Regions from separate parts of the Sus scrofa genome. Here region 2 is linked to region 1. A link is a contact called in public HiChIP or PLAC-seq data. All regions are on one chromosome and are shown on one strand. The core of a region is the stretch at or near the end of the contact, and the rest is flanking DNA. Distances in the headings are between cores, read along the strand shown.

Region 1 (7,269 bases), core at 4,146-6,645:
ATTCCAAGCTTAACAAGACTTATCCACAACTAATCTCTGTATCTATTTTTAACAGAAATATCTTACTTATTTTCAAGACAGAACATGTCTCTATAACAGGCCACTGCAGCAAATTTTACATCCTTATAGATCAGTGTGTAACACAGAGCACCAGTTTAGGTCTCAACCCTGAGACTGCTTTATCTTTTATGTTTCAGGTTAGACTACAGATAGAAGGAAAAACTGTGCGGTTCAGACATTAAGCAGGATCATTCAAACTCAATGCTACATTTAAATCTGTATGCTTGTTAATGCCCAATTATGCTTCATAATTTGTCATTCCATTCTCTGTTCTCCGCCACCAGGGACCAAAAGAAATCAAAAGTCCAAAACCCACTTTATTTGAGGACAATAATAAATATGGGACATTCTTTCACGTCACATGCTAAGCTGCCTTTCCCTGGTATCAACTGTACATGAACATTGTGCATGTACCTCGTAGGACCTACGTCGAGAACCTTCAGAGAAGCTACTTCAGAAGGTCTCCAGCAAGGAAGCCAAAAACACCAGTACTTCTTTGGAGTTCTTCACTGAAAGTGAATTCATCTTTTAAGCTTCTCTTGGGAAGGAAAAAAGAAATACTGGGCAGACCAAACTAAGATATCCATTCTACTTTTTGCACCTACAATATGAAGGATTTAGCCTGATTAAGAGGATGCTGAGGACCATTAAAGCTCCAATATTTTCTGATGATCTGATTTTCCCCATATAATGGACTTTTCTGCCAATCTCAATCTTATTCTCTTTCTTCACAGAAACCCAGATGACTTTACAAGAGTAGACTGCTTAGTACAATTTCCCTGTGAGTAAAACAGAATGACGTTTTTGAGATTCAAAACTGATTCACAGCAAATCAGTGCTGGGATAGTTATTTTCCTCTTTGGCCTCTTTTTCTGGACTCAAAAGCCACACAGCACATCACAGAGACCACTAGCTGTTTATCCTACTCTGACTGGCTTCAGAATGCATCAAAGGCTGTGCTAGAGCAATGAAGAGGATAAAGGTATATGGCACTTCTAGCAAATTCAGAGTTCCTGGGAAACAAATGTTTTCCAACTTTAAGATATACTAAAGCAGCTTTTTATTTAAAGGATTGATGTGGCAAAGGATCCTTTTCTTTAGCAGATAATCACCTTTCCAGATTTTCTATTTGGCAAGTCTAAATTTTTATAAGTTGAATTTAAAGTGACCACACCTCTGAGTAAATGGAGACCATTAACCTCAGAGAGTGACTTAAACTCCTGGTGCATGGGCTGTGGCTGGTATTTGGTGTCTGTGGCAGCAGTGCCATGGGGGCTCCTCACTGTCACTGCATTTTAGAAACTAAGAATCTTAGACATGACATTTCTTTTTTTTCTTTTTCTTTTTTTTTTTTTCCTTGGCTGCTCCCATAGCATGTGGAAGTTCCTGGGTCAAGGACTGAATATGCACCACAGCAGTGACAACACCAGATTCTTAACCTGCTGAGCCACCAGGAAACTCCTGGACATAACATTTCTTAAAAGTACGTATTTATTGCCCCCATTTGTCTATAGCTACTTCCAAAGTACTTTCATCATGACGCCTAAGAAGTTGAATAGAAAACATTTTAAAAATGAAGTCTTCAGAACATTCATTCCTGATGTAAATAAATAAAAAGTATAAAAACTGTAACTAGAAAAAGAGGAGGGCCTCAAAAAGTTAAGAGGTAGGCATGTACTCTGAATATTTTCCAAAAGGGAGAGACAGAGGTCTTCTTCTCTTCTCCACATGCACTCTGTACTGCTAAGCCCTCATTTAGCTAAGCAGGGGCTAGCTGAAATAACCTACTTTGGATAATTTACTAATTTTGGGAAACTACAAAAGATCTGTATTATAATAGCACTGGATCTGATAAAATTTTAAACTCCAACTTTTCCTGAGAGAAACTGTGAAGGAGATTCATGTTAAAACCCCTAGTTCCCACAGCTTCAAGAGGAACCACTGGCAGTGAAGGGTTGTCAACACAACTTTTAAACTTTTCACTTGATCCGAGGTTGGGGTGCTTTCTGAGCCCGTGCACGTGAAGCTAAAGGTTTATGCGCCCCTCCAAACCCACATGTTAAACAACCTAATCTCCAGTGTGATGGTATGAGGATGTGGGCCCTCTGGGAGGTGACTGGGTCATGAAGGTAGAGCCCTCAGGAGTGGGATTCATGCCCTTAAAAAGGAAACCCTGGGGAGCTCTACTGCCCCTTCTACTATGCTAGCACACAACCAAAAGACAGCTGTCCATGAAACAGGAAGAGGGTTCCAACCAGACACCGAATCTGCTGGAGTCTTGCATTTGGACTTCTACCCCTCTGAACTGTGAGAAATATTTGGTGTTTAAGCCACCCAGTCTATTACAGTATTTTGTTATAGCAGCCTGCACAGACTGAGACACATAGTAAGACCTGGTACTGCCTGACTGCACTGCTCAGAAGCAAATTTTATAAACTTTTCCTTCCGCTTTAGAAACTGTAACTTTTTACCCTCAGCACCTTGTAAGCTCGTACAAACCCCTCTGTCATCTGTTGTTTAGTTTCTCTGGGACTATTTATAACTCAGGTTATACCTTCCTCTGACTCTTCTTTTCTTTCACCCTAATTTCATAAATTGAATGTCATGTTCCAACTTGTGAGGCTTGTTTTAATTGCTCCCTCCATCGTTCCCCATGCTAGGGATAATCTGAAGTGGTTATAGAAAGAAATTTACGCATCTGCCTAACATTCAAGCAACATCTATATGCAAAACACTGTGGAGTGTCCAAAGCTGAATTAGAGTCAGATTCAGCTCTCATGTAGTTTCAATTTATAGGAAAGATAAAACATTAAAAACATATGTTACAAGAAAAGGACAGAAGGAAGTGTTAGATGGAAGTAGCAAGTTCCAAGGAAAATGACATTTGGTCTTTCCTAGGAGATTAGGAAGAATTTCATGGAAGTCATTTTTGGATTGAACCTTAAAGTATTCTTCTGAATTATATGGGAAACAATATATTTTATTTTTTGATGTCACAGCCCCAGCAAGTGGTTTTGCGCTGAATTTAATGGAAGTTACATAGAACATTTTGTGTGTAGGAGGAGGAAGAAAGGGAAGTAACCACAAAATTAAAAAAAAGAAAAACAAAATCCTGGATGACTTTTAGCATCTGTTCCACTCCCACATTAATAAAATTCACCTGGAAATTCCAAACAAAAGGAGACCAGAAAACAAGAGTGGGGTGGGTGGAAAGAAGGGCGTATTGGTGAAGAAAAAATCAAAGGGGAGAAAAAAGCCACAGTGCTTTCTGGGGCCAGAAATCACTATCATCCTTCCAACATATACACACACACACACACACACACACACACAACCAGGAACATGCTCAGCAGGGATGCTGAGACTTTACTAGATGTGTCTCCCCAGAACGATGCCATGTACCGTAGTGCCCAAGGGAAAAGAGGGGAGGGAAGCAGGGCATGAGCAGGCTGGGGTGGGGGCATAAGAGAAGAAAACACCCATAATGGAGGAGATGGTGAAGGATGAAGTAGGTATAAGACATGTATATAGAGGGAGAAAGCACTGAGGAGCACTTAAACTAAAAACAAAATCCTAAATGTCAAATATATATTTTTTTAATTTCTATGCTATTCCTACCCTGAACTTCCTAATGGTTCCCTTTGTTTAAAAAATTAATTCTGGAGTTCCTGTTGTGTCTCAGCCATAACAAACCCAACTGGTATCCATGAGGATGTGGGTTTGATCCCTGGCCTGGCTCAGTGGGTTGAAGATCTGGCCTTGCCATGAGCTGTGGTATAGGTCACAGATGTGGCTTGCATCCCATGTCTGCTGTGGTTGTGGGCATAGGTCAGCAGCTGAAGCTCCAATGTGATCCCTGGCCTGGGAATTCCCATACACTCTGGGTATGGCCCTAAAAAGCAAAAATAAATAAATAAATAAATAAATAAATAAATAAATAAATAAATAAATTTGTCCGTGCACATTTCATTAATACTTTCCTCTTGCTTCAGAGTGGTTTGTGATCCCACTGGTTGAGGCTTAGCATGGACAGACCTGTACCCAGAAAGCTGCTCAAATTTCCAGACACCAGACCTCCTAAGCCAGGCAAAGCTTGTATGTTCTTGGGGCTGGTATGCCCATCATCCCCTGTGCAAACACCCTGGTTTAGGACCCCACGGCTGTTTATGGCCTGGAACTTCCTCTCATGGGGACTATTTCAGTGTCTGGCTGGGCTTCTCAGGTAGAGTATAGAGAAAAGATCCCACTCATGTAGACCTCCTGCAGATCTGTTCCAAAAAGACTGAAGGTAGGCCATTGCCCAATACAGTGAAGGCGTCAGGGCCTCTTGGGCCTATAAAGTGCTGTATCTGCTGAATTTTGAGGTATGGTGTTACAGAATGTTAAAATGTGCCTTCTCCTGGAACACCCGTGTCTCCCAGGAAGTTGCTCTCCCTCCACTGGGGCCACAATTAGAAGATGATACCTGCTGTGAAGGAGCTGACCATCTGTGACCCAGGTCTCTTACCTAGGCTTTGTTAGTGAGCCAGTATGGTTGTATCAATCCTCATGGTTTCTTTGGGTTCATTTAATACCCTGGCATTCTGTGTTCCATGTGCTGCTATGGGTGTTTTCTCATCAGGGGGAAGCATATTCTGGATTAAGTTTAGAAGCGGTGTTCCTGATGATCTAGCTGCTTTTGAGGTGATCCATATGGGCTCTACCCTAGGCTGAGGGGCTCCCCACTGGACACTAGTGGAGGGGTCAGCGTGGTGGGCACAGGAATCTGCCAGGCCCATTACTCCTGTGGGAGACAGAGGTAACTACTTGGTTTGGGGGCACAGATTTGGCCGAGTACCATGTAGAAGCAATGGAGCAGCGCTGACAAGGCTGCCTGCCAAGGGCATCAGTCTGTTTTCTACCCTGGCCTATCCCAGGCCAGGGGATACGGGAGCAGCAGGTGTGGGTCCTGGTTCTAGAATGCACGGAGCTGGCTGCAGTTTGGTATTCAGGGAAGAATTCTGGTCCTAGTTAGCTGGATCCAGGAGAGGTTTCAGATCATTCTGAAGGCAAATATCTGTGTGTTCAGAGGAGCTTTGCTTCTGTCTTGTTGGTAGGGATGTTCTGGATGTGAAAAGAGGTGGCAGATCCTCAAGGCAGCTTCTGAACCTTGAAAACATACAGACCATTTGGGCTAATATTTTCTGAGCAGGTGTGGGCTGTCCATAGTCTGGCTATGGAAAGGTCTAGAAGAGGAGATTCATCCTGGAGGGAACTCTTGCCGAGGCAGTGACACTGGCCCTTGCTGGCCCCTTTATGCTGGCTGCCTGCATGCTTTGTTCCTGTTTTTCTGTGTTCTGGAATTTGTTCTGGTTTTGGTCTTGCAGCTTCAGCATTATCTATGTGCTTCCTGCTGCCAGAGGAGAAACTTGCATATTGAGGGCACGCAGTACTCAAGAGTTACCCCCGACAGTGCTGATCCTAGAGCTCAGGGGTCCAGGAGCCATGATCTCAAGGCAACCCCTACCTTTCAGGAAGTTCACTTTGCTCTTTAATCTACATTTGGATACAGAAGAACTTTCTGATGATGATCTCTGCCTTCTAAACAGAAGTGAATTTCTGGTTGAAAATTGGACTGACCCCAGCTAGTTTCACATTTAGTCCCTGGAGGCAGGGAAGGTGCTGGGAAGGGGGAGGAAGCTTTGATCCAGGACACAATAAGCCACTGCACTGGGTGGTACCCTCTCCTCTTCCCTCTCCCCACAGAAGCCCTTAAAGTGTTTCGACCTCTGCAAGAGACCGTGTAAATGAAGCATATAAGAAACAAGCTTGGAAAGGTAGGTTGGAACAAATTTTAGGAAAGTCTTAAATGCTAGATAATAAATTTAGAGTTTTTTGATAGGGAGTAGGGAACTACTGAAGATTTCTGAACACGGGAGGGACATGAACATGACATGGCTTTAGAATGATTCACTCTCCCACTACTGTTTTGAGGGAAAAGAGTCAAGATGCTTTAAGGTATAAGTAAGAGAATATTGAACTGAGATGGCCTAGATGATAGAGATTTATCACCTCATATAAGAAGCAGCCCCATAACTGTAAAGAGAAATTCAGTTGTTTTTCACAAAGCAATGGTGATATGTGAAACCAAGAGACTGAATGAGGGTATTAAGAAAGAACATAGAAACAACAAAATGTCACCAACTAAGAAATTTAGAGAATGTCACGGGGGAAAGTTAGGAAGCAGAAAACAAAAAAATAAATTCCTTATTATCTAATTTTTGTTACCTCTAGTTTAGCATGAGCTCACATCTAACCCCAAATGACCTTTTTTGTTTATTTGTTTGTTTGTTTTTGCTTTTTAGGGCTGCACCCACTACATGTGGAAGTTATCAGGCTAGGGGTCCAATCAGAGCTGCAGCTGCTGGCCTACACCACATCATCAGCAATGCAGGATCACAGCTGTGACTGCGACCTACACCGCAGCTCACGGCAACACTGGATTCTTAACCCACTGAGGGAGGCCAGGGATCAAGCCCGCATCCTCATGGATGCTAGCTGGGTTTGTTACCCCAGCCACAATGGGAACTCCCCTAAATGATAATTTTTAAATGAAAACAGTTCAACCTCTCAGGAATATTACATTCTCATTTCAGAAAACCAATTGAGCCAAGCATCAGGATAACCAAAAGAGTCCTTTCTCTACAGATGAGACCTCTGTATGATCCATTTCAAAATCATTTTATTTACTGTCAACAAAAGTAGTCAGAGCATTCATCCCTAGTGGCCACTGGTTATCTTAAGAGACGTTCCCACATTTATATAGGGAGCACCCACTGGAATCCATAAAGCAACTCGACAATCCACAGAGCTGTCTCCTGCTAAAACAGGAAGGATGCAGTCCTGCAGGCTTGATACAGTTGTCTGTGACCAGGCAAGGCACTCATCAAAAATTTCAGATGTGAATGCCCAAGCCAGGCATACCTGTTCACTTGTCTCTGCCAAGTGTCCTCACCATGAGGTTCTATTTTCACAGCAAGGAAAAGGGAGGTAGACTTAAAACAAAAAAAATGAAACGTCCACTTGCCATTTTTCACGTTTGATGGAGCTTAGTTACTGTGTCACCTCTGTCATTTTTCTGAGCCCTCTGGATGGTAGTGGCAACTGCCAGCCAAGGCAACTATCGCTCAGTGCTCTGCCGAATAACTCTTTTTCTCACCTATAGATTAA
Region 2 (6,483 bases), core at 3,966-6,465, 290 kb before region 1:
ATTATAAAAGCATACGTTTTAGTTTAAGCTACTAACCCTTCTTCTCACTGAGTCCAGTGGTCCTTAAAGAGAAGCAAGCTGCCTTTTCTTAAAGGGCTCTGTGGTTCATTCTCTTCCTGCCCCTCTCTGCATCTCTCTGGGTCTCTGTGTATGTGTGTATGCATATTTTTCTCTCTTCCTCTCTCTTTATGTTTCTGACTCTCTCTCTCACTCACACACACACACACACACACACACACACACACACACATCCCATTTGAGGCTATGATCATGGGAAGCGCTATTTAGCCTTCTTTCCAGGAAACCCTGTCATTTGAGTGGGACAGGTCTGACTTCTGGGATAACTGGGTTTCGTTACTAGGAAGGAATCTAATAGATCCCACCCCCCACCCCCAACTCCTTGAGTAATAGCTGCTTCTCTCCCATGCCTTCTCTCATGTCTTTACAGGGCTTGCCTATAGCCGTCTTGTGAGAGAGCTGAGAGCACAGCAGACCTTAGGGGCATTTGCTGTCCCCGCCAAAGCTGCAGCAACTTGGGTCTGGTAGAAAGTCTACTACTTTTGGCTAATCATTACTCGCCAGGCACAGGTGGCCATGCAGAGGACATTCTCCCTATGTATGTTCCCTTACCAGGGCCGGAGAGGGCATGAAGGAATGCTACGTGAAACAGACTTTCTCCACAGACATTAGGGATCCTTCCCTGGGTTTAAGGGGACTTTTAGAATCTTCTAGTTCAGCGTGGATGCACCCAGGAATCTGCACTTTCAACAAGCATTCTGTGTGAATCTTATGAAAATTAGCTGTTCTTCTTAGCACTCACCACTAGCTAACCTTCTATTATGTAGTTATCTGATAATTGTCTCCTACCCTGCACACACCTCTAGCCCCCTTTAGAACACTCCATGACTATAGGAAGTTGTCTTTTGATTTACTGTTATATACATTCCCAGAATCTGGCACATAAGAGATATTTAATAATCATCTGTTAAATGAGTTATAGGTTAAAAACTAGTGCTCACTTACGATGTTGAAAAATGCTGAGAATTGTGCATTTCTTATATGAGAATTTTTCTCCTGATATGGTGTGACAAGCTACCTGTATGTTGGTACATGGAGATGGATGGGAGGAAGAATTGGTGTCAGCCACCGCACTGCACCAGGAGACATAACATGGGTTTGAGCCACATGAATGTGGTAACTCTCATACCTCTCCTGCCCTAGACCACTTGCATTGTGGGCCTCTATGTTTCCAAAAGTATTATTTCTGTTAAAACCAGACTTCCATGCTAAACCAGATGAACAGATCGTTTCAGAGTAGAATAATATTCTATCAGTATCTGACTGTAAATTCACCTCTGGATAAAGAAATTCTTTGGCAGACACTGCAGTATCATGGCAGAAAAACATAAACATGCTGTGAATATATTCTAGTTCCCGGTTTGTTGGGCTGGGCAAAGCTCAACTCTTCACAAAATGGCTATAGAGTTTATTAAAGTCTCAAATAAAAAAATCTATTCTTGAGCTTTTAAGATAGCAACAAAAGAAAATAAAAGAGATCTCTTATCTATAGACCAAGCAGAAATATTAGAGTGGCCTGCCAAGCTCAAAGTAGAACAGGAATGTGGCTGTTGCAGCCAAGTTCATCTATCATAAATTTAAATATGTGTTCCTTTTACTTGAGAAAGGCTTCCATCCATCGCTTAAAGGAAGAGCAGACTCTTCCATTGCAAATGTGAATTAGCCTTGGAAAAAAGCTATAAAGTAAATTAAAATGCCTACAAAAATGACCTAAAAATATTCAGTAGTTTCAAGATCTTTCCAGCATGCCTCAATATGAGGATAAATAGATGAAACTGTGGAGCTACACCCAAACTCCATCTCCAAGCTTACCTATGAATAGTGACTCTCAGGTAAAGGGATCAGAAAAAGAAATACTGGAGAGGAGAGAAAAGCAAACCACGTGCTGCTTCAGTGAGAAGCATTTCAACCCAGAGTAAAAAGCAAGAAAAGGTAATAGGAAAGAAAATATAACTATCACAACACTGTGTCAGAACTATCTTGATAATAATGGTGTTTCTATGTTAGTGATGTGATTGTGTCCACCGAAGTATTCTTTGGATGAAATCTACTTCGCATTTAGAGAACAAGATTAGCCTTGAGGTGAGACCATACATGTCACCAAATATAATACTTCCATCATTTATGTGGAGGGAAGACATTTATGACTGGACACCAGGAGAGCTGGGCTCTTGGGGTAGTTGTCCAGTGAGAATTCTCTTAGGTCTCAACAGGGATGAAGACAAGATCATTTGGGCATTGACTCGCATGGAACAAAACCAGTCCTGGGCATATATCCAGACAAAACTGTAATTCAAAAAGATATACATACCCCTATGTTCACTGCAGCACTATTCACGATAGCCAAGACATGGAAACAACCTAAATGTCCATTGATAGATGAATGCACTAAGAGGATGTTGTACAGGTTTCCCAGCAATACTTGATGAAAAGACTGTCTTTTTCCCATTTTATGTTATTGCTTCCTTTGTCAAAGATTAATTGACTGGACAGCTGCATGCAAATCAATGAAACTAGAACACACCCTCACACCATGCACAAAAATAAACTCAAAATGGCTGAAAGACCTAAATATAAGACAAGACACCATCAATCTCCTGGAAGAGAACATAGGCAAAACATTCTTTGACATCAACCTTATGAATATTTTCTCAGGTCAGTCTCCCAAAGCAACACAAATAAAAGCAAAAATAAACCAATGGGACCCAATCAAACTGAAAAGCTTTTGCACAGCAAAGGAAACAAAAAAGAAAACAAAAAGACAACTTACAGAATGGGAGAAAAATAGTTTCAAGTGATGCAACTGACAAGGGCTTCATCTCTAGAACATTCAAGCAACTTGAACAACTCAACAGCAAAAAAGCCAACAACCCAATGGAAAAATGGGCAAAAGACCCGAATAGACATTTTTCCAAGGAAGATGTACAGATGGCCAACAAGCACATGAAAAAATGCTCAACATCACTGATTATTAGAGAAATGCAAATCAAAACTACCATGAGATGCCACCTCACACCAGTCAGAATGGCCATCATTAATAAATCCACAAATAACAAGTGCTGGAGCGGGTGTGAAGACAAGGGAACCCTCCTGCAGTGCTGGTGGGAATGTAAGCTGGTAAAACCACTATGGAGATCAGTATGGAGATACCTTAGAAATCTATACATAGAACCACCATATGACCTAGAAATCCCACTTTGGGGTATATATCCAGACAAAATTTTCCTCAAAAAAGACTCATGCACCCACATGTTCATTACAGCTCTATTCACAGTAGCCAAGATATGGAAACAACCCAAATGCCCAAATGTCCATCTACAGATGATTGGATTAGGAAGATGTGGTATATATATACAGAATGGAATACTACTCAGCCATAACAAAGAACAAAATAATGCCATTTGCAGCAACATGGATGGAACTAGAGACTCTCATACTAAGTGAAGTAAGTCAGAAAGAGAAAGAAAAATACCATATGATATCACTTATATTTGGAATATAATATATGGCACAAATGAACCTTTCCACAGAAAGGAAAACCATGGACTTGGAAAAGAGACTTGTGGTTGACAAGGGGGAGGGGGAGGGGGAGGGAATGGGGTGGTTGGGGAGCTTGGGGTTAATATATACAAACTATTGCCTTTGGAATGCATTATCAGTGAGATCCTGCTGTGTAACACTGGGAAATACGTCTAATCACTTATGATGGAGCATGATAATGCACAAAAATAGAATGTGTACATGTATGTGTAACTGGGTCACCATGCTGTACAGTGGGGAAAAAATTGTATTGGGGAAATAACAATTAAAAAAACATAAAGGAAGACTTGCTATGTAGATACAGTGGAATAGTACTCAGCCATTAGAAAAAGAATGAAATAATGCCATTTGCAGCAATATAGATGCATCCTAAGTCAGAAAGAGAAGGACAAATACCATATGATATTACTTATATGTGGAATATAAAATATGGCACAAACGCACCTATGTAAGGAACAGAAACAGATTCAGTCATGGAGAACAAACTTGTGGCTACCAAGGGGGAAAGGGAAGGAGTGGGATGGACCGGCCATTGGGGGTTAATAGATGCAAACTATTACATTTAGAATGGATAAGAAATGAGGTCCTATGTGGAATCTGAAAAAAGGACAGACTGAACTTCTTTACAGAACAGATGCTGACTGACAGACATTGAAAAACTTATGGTCTCCAGAGGAGACAGTTTGGGGGGTGGAGGGATGTGCTTGGGTTGTGGGATGGAAATCCTGTGAAATCAGATTGTTATGATCATTATACAACTACAGATGTGATAAATTCATTTGAGTAATTAAAAAAAAAAAGAAATGAGGTCCTGCTGTACAGCACAGGGAACTATATCCTATCTCTTGGGATAGAACATGATGAAAGATAGTATGAGAAAAAGAATGTGTGTACACACACACACACACACACACACACACACACACATATGTATGACTGGATCACTATGGTATACAGCAGAAATTGGCACAACACTGTAAATCAATTATACCTTAATAAAAAAGAAATATGTTCATTGAAGAATATTTAGAAAACAGATTAAATAAGAAAACAAAAAACCAACTATAGTCAACTAGAAGTTAATCATTTTTAACATTTTAATATAGATTTAGCTTGTATTATACTATACAATTTAAAAATGTAGTTGATATGCTTTATCCCATGTAGAGAATAAACTATATATATGTATATATATGATTTGTCTGTGGCAAAGAGCCTTGAAAAGTTATTGTAAGCATCCTGTATCAATATTGCCCCATAGGCAAATTAATTCTGGTACCTCAACAAAATATTCCTGGGTGGGTGAACAGTTTCTCATAACTTTGATTTTCTTCCCTATCATTTTATTATGGAAATAAAGAGGATGAAGAAGGGAATGAGCATTTATGGAATATCTACTCTATGACCAGAATGTTCCATAGATACTCAAAAAAGTCCCCAATTCTCCTGCCCCTGAAGCTTGCCGTGAATGCTCAATGATGAGCTCCATTCCACAGGAGCTTGCTTTCATGAGTTTCTTCTTTCTTAATCATCCTAAGTCTTGCCAGAAAATGCGCCTACAAGTTCTCTGAGCTGACCTCACCCTGGACTTCTCCTCCAGTCATTTCTCTCCACACTTCTGTCCTTCCCTCATCAACCCTGCTGTTCTCTCTCCATCCTGGGGCATTCCAGGAGTGAACTATGGCCTTTCTCTTTACCCAGAAAGCACAACTACCTCCTAGTTTCAGTGTAAGATACAATTTTATAAATGGCTTGGGCAGAATATAAAGCAATTACAAGGCCAAGATGGCAATTTTAGACCGTATACCAGATACCCTACTCCTGAAAACCAGGAGCTCAACTTCTTCACAGGGACGAGTGGTTGGCTGCTGCCTTGTGAGACCTCTGGTCAGGGGCTGGCCCAGTGCCTTCAACTCTGTGCTTACCTACCTTAGGTCAAGTTTCTCTCAATCAGACTTACTGTCCCAGACCGGCCTTTTACATTATTACGCATAGAAGCCTTGTTCCTCATTCTCCGAATGTCTTGGTTATAAAATGGAATTTGGCCTTTTCCTCTGGATAGCTAAATTCCCCCCTTGAAATGCTGTTCTCAGGCAAAGAAGCCAACTTCCTCTAAAAATACATTCTTGAGCAATAGGTATAGAGAACAGGTGGTTTATGTATTTTTTCTTTTTAGACATAGCTACCCATAGGTTATTCCCTTGTAAAAAATGTATATAGTCCATGCCTTTAACTTACTGATTTGCTTATGGTCTATCTTCCCTTAACAAGAACCTAAGTTCCATAAAGGTGTGATTTGGGGGTGTGTCACCGTTTTATCTAAATCAGTGTCTGACATCCTAATATCTGTTGAAGGAATAAACCTTATTTAGTCCCCAATATAAGCCTAAAAGATAGGTATTATTAATCTCATTTTCCAAAAGAGGAAAAGAGGCTAAAAGAGCATAAGCGGCTTTTCCAGGACCCCAAAGATAGGAAGTCAGAAAACACTTTCGACAAGCTTTAGAGGCCATGTTTTTTCTGCTATATTTATTTATTATCTTTTTTTTTTTCTCAATAGTATTTAGTAGCTTCTGCCAGTCTTAGCTTTGTTAGGGGTTTTGTCTGAACTTAACTATACAATTAAAGGGGACTATTTCTCAGGATAATAACGTGGTGGTGAAAAAGATTCAAAGGATACGTGAAATGCAACAGAATGGAGTCAGGGCTACGTAAGGGTCTCATCCTTGGAATTCCTCCCTTCTAGGTTTGACTCTCACCTTTGCTAAAAACAAAAGAAAACATCCTAGCGCCTGGTAAACTTGATTTTTCAACATGGATTTGTTCCACATTTCAGCATCCACTGCTCTCTCTCTTTGGTCCAAA

The links. HiChIP or PLAC-seq counts read pairs in DNA pulled down with a chosen protein or histone mark.
Region 2: a contact with region 1 is called in an H3K27ac HiChIP or PLAC-seq map of alveolar macrophages. The contact joins two enhancer-like sites. A contact is called at or near these places in 1 of 47 Hi-C or Micro-C datasets (mesenteric adipose tissue) and 2 of 2 datasets of contacts at active chromatin or transcription factors (alveolar macrophages and skeletal muscle).

What each region holds. Positions count from the first base shown.
Region 1 is chr16:45,989,762-45,997,030 of Sscrofa11.1, reverse strand. No RefSeq gene overlaps it. Among named protein-coding and RNA genes, the nearest start is that of CD180, 410 kb to the right of the region's middle. Within about 2 kb of position 5,395, at least 8 of the 83 cell types and tissues checked have an H3K27ac peak or open chromatin away from gene starts, as enhancers often do. A contact at or near this core is called in alveolar macrophages, where this site is marked.
Region 2 is chr16:46,281,208-46,287,690 of Sscrofa11.1, reverse strand. No RefSeq gene overlaps it. Among named protein-coding and RNA genes, the nearest start is that of PIK3R1, 150 kb to the left of the region's middle. Within about 2 kb of position 5,215, at least 1 of the 83 cell types and tissues checked has an H3K27ac peak or open chromatin away from gene starts, as enhancers often do. A contact at or near this core is called in alveolar macrophages, where this site is marked.